3 separate regions of the Sus scrofa genome follow, and all the other regions are linked to region 2. A link is a contact called in public HiChIP or PLAC-seq data. All regions are on one chromosome and are shown on one strand. Each heading gives the region's core, a stretch centred on a gene start, on an enhancer-like site or on the middle of the called end of the contact. The rest is flanking DNA. Distances are from core to core; before and after follow the strand shown. Region 1 holds the start of RASGEF1B (RasGEF domain family member 1B). Region 2 has its middle 320 kb from the start of RASGEF1B. Region 3 holds the start of LOC102163780 (vesicle-associated membrane protein 714-like).

Evidence for each region. HiChIP or PLAC-seq counts read pairs in DNA pulled down with a chosen protein or histone mark.
Region 1: an H3K27ac HiChIP or PLAC-seq map of alveolar macrophages shows a contact between it and region 2. The contact joins the promoter of RASGEF1B here to the enhancer-like site in region 2. A contact is called at or near these places in 1 of 5 promoter capture datasets (liver), 19 of 47 Hi-C or Micro-C datasets (alveolar macrophages, brain, embryonic fibroblasts and 11 more) and 2 of 2 datasets of contacts at active chromatin or transcription factors (alveolar macrophages and skeletal muscle).
Region 3: an H3K27ac HiChIP or PLAC-seq map of alveolar macrophages shows a contact between it and region 2. The contact joins the promoter of LOC102163780 here to the enhancer-like site in region 2. A contact is called at or near these places in 1 of 5 promoter capture datasets (liver), 12 of 47 Hi-C or Micro-C datasets (alveolar macrophages, embryonic fibroblasts, epiblast stem cells and 7 more) and 2 of 2 datasets of contacts at active chromatin or transcription factors (alveolar macrophages and skeletal muscle).

What each region holds. Positions count from the first base shown.
Region 1 is chr8:136,554,771-136,558,069 of Sscrofa11.1, forward strand. RASGEF1B (RasGEF domain family member 1B) reads left to right here and starts at 1,445. Exons shown (of 14, transcript NM_001195367.1): 1 at 1,445-1,581.
Region 2 is chr8:136,238,149-136,241,705 of Sscrofa11.1, forward strand. It overlaps a transcript of RASGEF1B not described here. Among named protein-coding and RNA genes, the nearest start is that of RASGEF1B, 320 kb to the right of the region's middle. Within about 2 kb of position 1,278, at least 12 of the 83 cell types and tissues checked have an H3K27ac peak or open chromatin away from gene starts, as enhancers often do. A contact at or near this core is called in alveolar macrophages, fetal liver and liver, where this site is marked.
Region 3 is chr8:135,894,165-135,897,390 of Sscrofa11.1, forward strand. LOC102163780 (vesicle-associated membrane protein 714-like) reads right to left here and starts at 1,509. Exons shown (of 6, transcript XR_002346908.1): 1 at 1,015-1,509. It also overlaps a transcript of RASGEF1B not described here.

The DNA.
Region 1 (3,299 bases), core at 195-2,694, 320 kb after region 2:
ATGTGGCTTCCTTGTTGCAGAACCACGATGGAAAACTGAGCTTGAAAGACTAACCAACCAGCACAACCACACCAGCTGAGCAGGGCCACCCAAGCCTCGGTGCTTTGTATTGAATAGCTGGCCAGGACAGGCTCTCCTTTTACAAACGGCAGAGAAGCTCAGGTAGATGGGAGTGGATGACTGAGTCAGGGGAGACCCGTTTGCAGAAGAGAAGGAGGGAGTATAATCAGAGAAAAAGAAGTGAGAGGGGGTGTGCCTGTGCAGAAAGGGAGGGGCGGAATCAGAATAGGCGCGGTGAACCTCGAGGTGGCTGCTACCATCCCAGAAAGGAGGCGGGAGGGAGGGAAGATGGAGCGGGACAAAAAGGGGGCCTCTATCACAGCCATCCTAATGGAAGGCCTTCCTATAGGACAGGTGTGAATAGTGTTGTTTTACACATGGGAAAACTGAAACGCAGAAAAGCGGCTTTACTTATCCAAGGTCACGTAGCGGGCAACTGTCTCCTGATGTTTAGTTTGTATTCTTTCCCTGCATCTCTTCCTTCCCTTGTTTGCTTCCATCGTTTCTTTTCTCCAGCCTTTTTTTTTTTTTTTTTTTTTTTTTTTTTTTTTTTTTTGTATTCGTACAAGGTGAAGTACTGGAGTTTCTATCTTTTTTCTAAAACAGTTATCAAGTATCCAATTCTAGAGTATATGGTTACCATGACAGCGCAGCCTTTAGGGAGGCCGGACCTCCCGCTTTGCCTCCAGAATCGTATTTCACAGCACAGGTTCCCTCTTCTTCTTCCTTTTTTTTTTTTTTTTGGTGGAACTTTTAACAGCCGCAGTTTGACATTTTGTTTAGGTGACCGTTCGCTTAACGCTTGTCCTCCTCTAGACTGCACGCTTCCTAATGGCAGGATCCAGCCTCCTTTTGCCCGGAGTGTGCCCCCAGCGTTTGTCACAATGCCTAGCACGCAGGCTTTCTGTAAACATTTGCTGGGCCAGTGTTCTTGTGGTTTCTCTCAGCTCTCCTCTGAAAATTCCACGGACAGTAACCTCTAGCTCATAATTATGTTAATAGATACTGTATAACAAGTCGGGCCGGTATGTACAGGTAGCACACAGGTAAATGAACACACACGGGTACACACATGACTGCACAAACAGCCTCCAGCACATGCGCTCAGGAGGAGACGCACGCGGGCTCAGCGAGCCGAACCCGCGCTGGTAAACACCGCTGCGCCCGGCTCCGCGGGCCTCCGCAGCGTAGGAGGGCACCCGGGCAACCGCGCCTCCAGAGTCGGGGCCCCCGGGACCCGTGGGCTGGTGCCCGGCGCCGGGGGCGGTGGCGGAGTGGGCGGTGAGCTGCGCCGTGATTGGCCGTGCGGCCGCTCGGGCGGGGCCGGCGGCGGGGGCGGGCGCTCGGGCGGAGGGGTGTGCGCGGCGGCGGCGGCCGGAGTTTCAGTATAAACAAGGCATCCGACTGGTTGGGCGGATTTTTCTTTTCCTTCTTCCCGCGCGCTTTCGCTCCCAGTCCTTTGGTTGCGTTGTGGGCGCGCGGCACACAGCCGGGAGGCCGAGGACCCGGGGCCGTCTGCAGGTGGGTTGTTCTCTGGTCAACAATTCTCCCGGGAGAAACGGGAGCCCGGCGGCGGGAACGCGCGACCCCGCCGCGCGCTGCGCTCTCCCAGGCGTCCCCGGAGCTGCGCGCGGAGCCGCCCGGCTCTCTCCCTGCGCCCCGGCTGCCGGTGCGCCGGGAGGCGGCGGGAGAGCCCGGGCCAGTGGGCGCTGCCGGCTCAAAGCGCCTGCTAAAGCCGGAGACCGGGAGAGTCCCCTTGCCTGGCCGCCGAGGATGTCTGGGGCCGCCCCGGCAGCGGCCTGGGTGCCAACAGGTGCGGGACCCAGCCGTTGGGTCGCGGGCGGGGACAGGCTTGGGATGTGCCTCGCTTCTCGCCCTGATCCCGAAGCCAAGCCTCTGTTTCGAGATCTTGCCACGATTTTCGAGGATTTGTCTGAGTTGTAGTTGCGTTCATCCTTTTTTCATCCTGTCTCCCCTTCCTTGTGCACTGCGAGGCTGTTTCCTTCTGCTGCTTGGCCAGTTTTCGTGTGCGGGTGGGTGGGTGGAGGGAACTGTTTATTTTTGGTGTCGGAGCCTTAGGATCTTAAGGTCTGCTTCTTTGGGCGGAGACAGGGGAACAGAAGTCATTTACTTGCCCCTGACGAGGTGATATTCCTTCAGCGGACAAACTTGGGGCACAACGTGTCGCCTTTCTCTTGCCTGAGCTCAGGTTTGTCGCCTCGGATCACCTGGTCGGGCTTTAATAAAGTGAACAGGAGCTACCTGGGAGCCTCGCGGGCTGCCCGCAGGAGAGAGGCTCCTCCTTCTGGGGAAACGGTGGCAAGAACTTCAGGGCTGTGCGAGAGAAATGGGAGGGACAGGAGGCCTGTACGTGCGTCTGTCTGTCTGCGTACGGCTGTTGTGCGCATTCCTACTTCACCCCAACCCGGTCCGCGCAGTTCAGGCGAGAGCACCGCAGCTAATGAGCCCTCTGACAGCGCCGAGGGTGGCACAAGCGTCGTAAACAGCAGGAGGGTCTCTGGGCAGCGACCCTGTCTAAGGACTGTGGACGCGTCTGTCTGCGCGGATGAATCCGGTGGGTATGGTGTGTGCAGATGCATATGCACACGAGTGTGTCTATGTGTGTTTGGGCGAACGCGTCTCCAAGGAGTCCTTCGTCAGCAGCGCCATGTGACGCCGGTCAGGCACTGCTTGTGTGCGTAGATCTATATTTAGCCCCGGATGATCTTTCTCGGCCGTGGGAGGTCTCTGAACCGAGTGCAGAAAGAGGAAGAGTTCAGGGACCAGGGTTTTGCGCTCCTGAATAATGTCTGGAACAGTCAGACTCAGATGGGGTGAATAATTCTTCTTTCCTCTCAAAGCAGGAGCGGGAGCTGGGCATGTGATGGCTGGACCTTAATTTGAAACATAGGCGGTGGTGAGAAACCTGTGCCTGTGCGAAGAACCAGGGAGGTGGCAGTTAACCGGAGTGGGCGCCTGATTGGAGATTTGGGTAGAAAACACCTAGTCAGGGAGGTTCAGAGCAAATCTTAAAGTGGCGTCTAAAAGGAAATAAAAATAGAAATGCTTGGCTGTTGAGATTTTCCTAACAGATCAAGAGCGTGGCAGCGTGGCAGGTCCCCTCGTTAATGGTTATTTTGTTTCCGGCGTGGCAGTGGCTGACCCAAGGAGGACCTTGGGCACTTTTGACAGAAGTTGGGCTTCACCCGTCCTAAGCCTCTGTTCCGCCTTTCAAGCAG
Region 2 (3,557 bases), core at 28-2,527:
CAAGGCCTTAACTGGAGCATGCACGCTCTGGTTGACCTCTTACGTCTTTGGCAAATGGCATAAGAAGGTCACTCTGGAAAGCGTCCTCTTTCAGTGCTCGTGCGTCATTGTTGTCCTTTTACACACAAATTTGCAAGCATTCCTTTTCGTGAATTGCCTTTATACGTCTTCGTCTCAGGGTTTGCTTTTATATCTTGTCACAGTGTCAATGCCTGTGTCTTAGAGTCTCGGGTAGAAGCCTTACAGGGGAAAGCGGCAGAGTATCCAGTCCGCCTCCCTTGATCTGCCCTCCAACCTCTGCAGCTCCCTTTCCTTGTTTTCACCTGGATTTGCACCCCTGGTAACGTCTCTGTTTATACTGTCATTTTTGTCATAATTTTCCAGTTCTCTATGTCCATGGGTGTCTCCTGTAGAAAGCGGTGGTCTCGTTTTCTTACGGGCCCCATTCTCTACATATGCTTCCCCTGGTGTCTTCCAAGTCCGACCATGTCCGAAAGCTGTGGTTTATATTCTTGAGCCCGTGTTACTGTCGCATGTGGCTAAGCCGTGTGCTATGTTAGGAGTGCATTCTCTTTTCTATGTAACTTTTAAGGGGTTTGGAGGGAGATAGTGATTATCAGAGACTTTCTGTGCCTCCGTTTCTTCAACTGTGAAATGCGAGTGACGGTTCCTACCTCACAGGGTGTCAGAGCTATATAAGTGTTAGTAGTTTTCACTGACTGTTTTTTTATATGCCAATCCCCAATTCATCTCAAACTTTCTAACAGAGCTGTAAATATGCGTTCAATGCACTTCATCACGTATTAAGTGCTCAATAAATGCGGAAACATACACATAGCCAATACTCATGAACAGCAAAGTAATTCCGTTGAGAGAACAATGCACTTGGCGTTAGGAGGCCTGGTTCAAGGCCTGGATCTGCCCCTGTCTAGCCGTCTGACTTTGGCCTAGAATAGTTGAATCACACTTTTATAATCTACAAATAAGAGAACTGGATTAGATAATCCCTAGGGCCTTTTCCACATTTCTCGATTCTGTTAATGAAATAAAGGATATGCAGGAGATGCCACACGTATTAAGACGGCAGTGATGAGAGCTACCACCACTTCTAGCCCCACCTCCAGAGACCTCTTCAAAACCTCGGTCAGGCAAGAGCCTGGAGGAGGCATCACTCCCGCTGTGACCTAGGAGAATTTTGCTTAGTCATGCTGGCTGAGCCCTCGTCCTCCCCTCTGGGACGCCTGGTTGTAATTTCAGGGAGCCACCACTAAAGGTCGCTCTAGGTTACCTAACGCCGTGGTCAGGAATACTCCGCGTGTCTGCCGAGCCTCAGCACTACCCTGTAGTCTGCCTACAGGCTTAGAACGACACGCTTTAAATGTTGAAACTCAAACATCAAAACACTGAGACGGAAATGAACTATTTTTTTTTTTTTTTTAAAGAAGGTGGTAACACCTTCCAGATTCTTCCGCTGGCCTCTTCCCTCCGAGGCTGTTTCTACCTATCTCGTTACTGCTGTAAACTGGGTAAACTGGAACTTGAAGGAATTCTCAGTTGAGCAATTGTTTGTTTGGCCTGAACTTTACGATTTTTGTTCCCCTCAAGATAAAAGAGATTAAGCTGCAGAAGCGAAATATGGGATTCTTTGTTTCCTGGTTCTTGCTTCTGTTGGATCTCCAAGCTTTTCTGGAATCTTAGACACTTCGTGCATTTCATTGATTTTATGAAAATGGCAAATATTTTAAGATTTCTAAAATTGTGATGCTTGGTACAGTCAATGGCAGCAGATGAGTAGCAGCACTTTTTTAGTGATATTTTATCATCAGTGATGTCTTTTATGTGATAAACACTGTATCTGATATATGATATATCCACCTTAATTTATTCGCAGACAATGCTGTGTTAAAAGTTGTTTGACAGATACACTTCTTCTTCCAGCCTTAATTTTTCAAGGAGCTCCAACTGGAAGTGAGAGCAATATTTACTGAATGTCCACCCATGTCTGAGCTCTGGGATATGCATATGTGGTTGCATTTAATCCTTTTCAGGCTATGAAGTGGGCCTTTTGCTGCCCTTTTACAGTAGAGGAGACTGAGGCCCAGAAAAGTCAGTGACGTGTCTAGTGCCATGCAGCGAGTGTGGGTCCCTGCGGAAAACAGTTTTGTATTTTGACTACAGATCTCAGATTTTAAGCCATATTATGTGGCAACTTAGGGCACGTGTCTACTCTTTGGCACGAGGTTTTTCTGACTTAGCCTGCAGAACTTAGATCTCTTTGAACAACATACAAGTACTTTCTCTTTTTAAAATATATATATTTAATTGAAGTATAGTCAATTTATAAGGTTGTATTAGTTGTGTGTGTGTGTGTATTCTTTTATTTTGCATTCTTTTCCCTTATAGGTTATTACAAAATACTGAGTATAATTCCCTGTGCTATGCCGTTGGCCCTTGTTGGTTATCTGTTTTATATATAACATACAATTGCTGTCTGACAGGCTTTAAGAATGTTAAATTCAGCCTTTAAGAACGTTGATAAGCAGCATAGAAGAGGTGTTTCTGAATTCCAGCCTTACTCATCTCTCTGATTAAAAGGGTGGAGTAAAACTCGATGTATCTGAGATGAAAGTTGCTCCCCTGTGGGGCCGTGGGCTCCGAGAGAGAAAGCAGAGCTGGGTGAGAGCAGCAGAGCAGCAGGGGGCCTGCACGGCTCCTTTAGGGCCCCTGGATCCCCTTAGTCTTTTGGCAGACCTCTCTAGGAAACAGGTTTTCAAAATACCTTGAATTAAAAAAAAAAAAGAAAAAAAAAAAAGTATTTCCTCCAAGTCTCTAACTTACAGGAAACCAGCCATTTAGAACATGATTCCAATCAGAGTCCACCGTGTCCTGAGACGCAGGCTGTACGCAAGACGGAGGTGGTAGCCCCTCTCGCTTAATTTTCCAAGGAGCAAAGCTTAGAAACAAGAGCAATGCCTTTCGTGCATCTCTGCGTTGCCAGTCCCTCTGCACGCAGACGGCGCCCACTGGTATTCAGCAGGAAGGCAGTTGGTGGCATGATCATGACCGGGTTTGCGCAGGCCCGGGGGGGCTGAATTTTCCACTCTCAGCAACTCTTAGAAATGGCTGAAATACATGCCATTCTAGGTCCCTACCTCATGTCCTGAAGGGCATTTGTTGTCTACAGGCTGCACTCATGTCTTCCACTTCCAATCCTTTTGTATTTCAGGTGCTTATTTGTAAATCTAAAGACATTAGCAATGTCAGAGGTTCTGCTCCATTCATTTGTCTAGGGATTTATCATCAAAATATTCCTTTTATATCAGCAACTTGGGGTCTTACGATGATAAATAATCCGGGGTTCTATTTTGCAATGATCTTTCAAACAGAGGGCATATGATTATAATATGTACAGGATATAATAGCCAACAATTCAGGGTCACGAAGAGATGGGTTGATGACAATTATTTAACGTTCCTTTGGCTTAAAGAGAATACTATATTGCTGAAGCAATTTTGAAATGATGTGTTTAACTTTCCATCTCTTAGGGGAGGCAATGA
Region 3 (3,226 bases), core at 259-2,758, 340 kb before region 2:
GGCCATTTTTATGACTTGTTTTGGAAGTAAGACGGAGGAATAAATATACATATACTGGCTATTTCTAACTGGCAACAAAATTTAACCTGTCCCAAACTGTACTCCCCTCCTCCTCCCCTGCACTTCCTCTGACTCCTTCCCTCACAATCCTGCTCCTCTGTATGTAGTTTCTATCATGTTTAATGTCGCCTAAGAAAAAAATTTTGACAAATCTTCACATTGTACACCTTACACAATGTTATATGTCAATTATATCTCAATAGAGCTGGGGGGGAAAAGATTAAAAAAAAAGAAAAAAAAAGTTGAGGCTCAGCCTCGGCATGGCTCTGATCCCTATCCCACATATTCGACCAGTCATTAACTCCTGAAGGTTATTTTACAAAGTCTCTTCAGGATCTGCCCCTGTCCCCCTTTCCTGCTGCAGGTCATTGCCTGAGCTCAGGCCCTGAGGTCCTAGATAAACAACAACGATATCCTTCTAGCTGGTTCTCTTCCCTCCAATCCACCTTCTCTATTGAAACTAGACCAAATCTCCCAGAAGATGGATCAGATTTTGCTGTTCTTCTACTGTAAATCTTTAATTGCTCCCTGGTTTCTCTAGGATAAGAAAACAAACTGCATATAAGACCCTTCATTAATTATTCTTGGTCCACTTTTCTGACCTCATCTTTAGTACCTACATACTGTGCTCTGCTCCAGCCACACTGAATTCCTGAGGTTCCCCAAGCACACCATGCTGTTCCCTCTGCATAGAGGGCCCATTCCCCTTCCCCGGGCCAGGCTACAGCTGACTTGTAATGCTTCTAAGCCAAGCACCCGACCACCACCTCCTCTGTGGCTGGCAAGCCAGCCTTTCTTTCCAGAATGCTAGAGTAGCAATCATGATCCACCTGCACTGAAATGCTTTTTACACAGTAAGACATCTGAATGCAGCCTTTGGGTATAAATGGACAACGTGCTCCTGAAGTGACAACTCCAGGCGCCGCCTTCTCTTCATTGTTGCATCCCTCATACCTTTACTCCGGGATTGTGCGACTAACATGTATTCAATAAATGTGCGTTGAATCGCAGGCCATGTCTGGGGGGAGAGAACATCTTGAAGGGTCTCTGGAATTAAACAGGAAGCGACCGCCAAGCAGGTGGCGTGCAGCACCAGCCCCAACCGCTGGGCGGCGCACTGGCGGCTCTGCCGTTCGGAGCGGGAGCGGCTCGGGGCAGGGATTCCCCGTCTCACTGGACAGGCCGCTCTCGGGGGCGGGGCCTCGCGCCCCCACAGCCCGCTCAGGGCAGCCCCTCAGCGCCGAGGCCCGAGCGGCGGGTGGAACCGGCGAAGGCCGAAGTGCCGCCGCAGGGGTACCTGGTATGAGCCGCCGGTCAGGGCCAGCTCCGCTAGGACCGCTCGGCCACGTGCGATGCAGCTGTAGGTGATCGGCATCGCGGGCGGCCGGCGAAGGAAAGGCTCCGCGGTCCCAACCGCCCGCGACAGCCTCGGGGCGGCGACTGGGGCGGGGCTGCGCGAGAGGGTGGTGTCTGCGCAGGCGCGGGGAGCGAGTGATTGGCAGGGAGGGAGGCGGGGCCGGCGCACGGGGGGGGCGAGTGATTGGCAGGGAGGGAGGTGGGGCCGGCGCGGGGGGGGGGGCCGCGAGTGATTGGCAGGGAGGGAGGCGGGGCCGGCGCGGGGGGGGGCGGGCCCGAGTGATTGGCAGGGAGGGGGGCGGGGCCGGCGCGCGGGGGGGGCGAGTGATTGGCAGGGAGGGAGGCGGGGCCGGCGCGGGGGGGGGCGAGTGATTGGCAGGTAGGGAGGCGGGGCCGGCGCGGGGGGGGGATGATTGGCAGGGAGGGAGGCGGGGCCGGCTGTTGCCGGGGCTGAGCCTGTGATGAGGCCCCGACGAGGTTTCTGGAACAAGTGGCTTCGGGTGAGTGACGCCTTTTTCGCGGTCGTCCTTAAAATCACGTAGGAGCCCGTTACTTCACCGTGTTGACCTACATGGGATTCAGTCGCAGCCTAGGACACGTAAAAGAGAGACCTCGACTTCAAGTAAAACCCGTGCGTTAGCTCAACGGGCATTTGCTGAAGCCCCCACGCGCTCGCCGGGCGCCTGGACGGACGCGTGTGCGGAGGCCGAGGCTGCAGACCCTGACCGGGGGAGGGCATGGTCTGGTGGTGGTCACGGAGGCACGTGCAGACAAGTGCCAGCCTCGGGTGCCCGGCGGTCGCCGCGAGGCCAAATGCAAGGTGAAGGCATCGCCGCAGCTGGCGCGGAGGCCGCTGGCTCTCCCGGGAGCAGAAGCGGGGTTTCCGCAGTCAGGGCCGGGGTGGAGGACGGTGGCGCAGGGCAGGCAGACGGAGCAGCTGTGGCGGCTTGGACGTGGGCACTGCGCTCCGGGTTGGCTGAGGGTGCGGCGCAGAGGCAGGGTGTGCGGCAGCGGGGGCAGGTTTGAGAGGCGGGCGAGTCCTAGACCTTGAGTTCCTGGACAAGAATGTTTTAAAGACTAAGTTTCAGATAGGCTTAGATGTTTCCATTGGCAAGGGGTTGTGGCAGAGTGGAAAGAAGTCGGACCCTTGGATCCAAGATACAGGCACGGCCGTTTACTCTGTGCCTTTGCTGTAACTTAACCTTTCTAGACTCCATGTGCCAATCTGTAAAATGGGGATAGTCGTCCAGTTTAAATTAAATAATTACGCAGCATACTGTAGATGTGTGGTTGCAGTTTTTATGGTGATAAGGTTTTTATGGTGATGGGAATTACTGGTTTGTTCCTAATGGTATAAATTTAAAGGAGAAATAATTGATGGCCTTCTGGGGTGCCTGGCACGAGGTGAAGACAGGTAGTCGATTGAGTTTATTTTAACTCAGTGCAGGCAAATTGGATTTGACAAGCAAGCAGCAAAACTGGTCTAGACTATATAGCTCCTGGGAAAAATGCTTGGTTGAATCGTTTGTCCTTTTATGTAAAGGAAATCGTGAATCAACTTGGGGATAATATCTTGCATTACAGGTGGGAAGACTGAATTACGAGCACTGGTTACATCACTTAGATGTGGGAAAATGAAATACGTGGATTCTGAGGTCATGCGTTGGTATGGCCTTTCTTACAGTAAAACTAAGCTTAATGAACTTGGCCACACTTGTGTTGCTCCTTCTGTTTCGTAAATCGTGGGGCTGAAAGCCACTGGGCAGTGAAATCATGAGCTGCAGTAACGACAACAAGCATCCGATAGTTG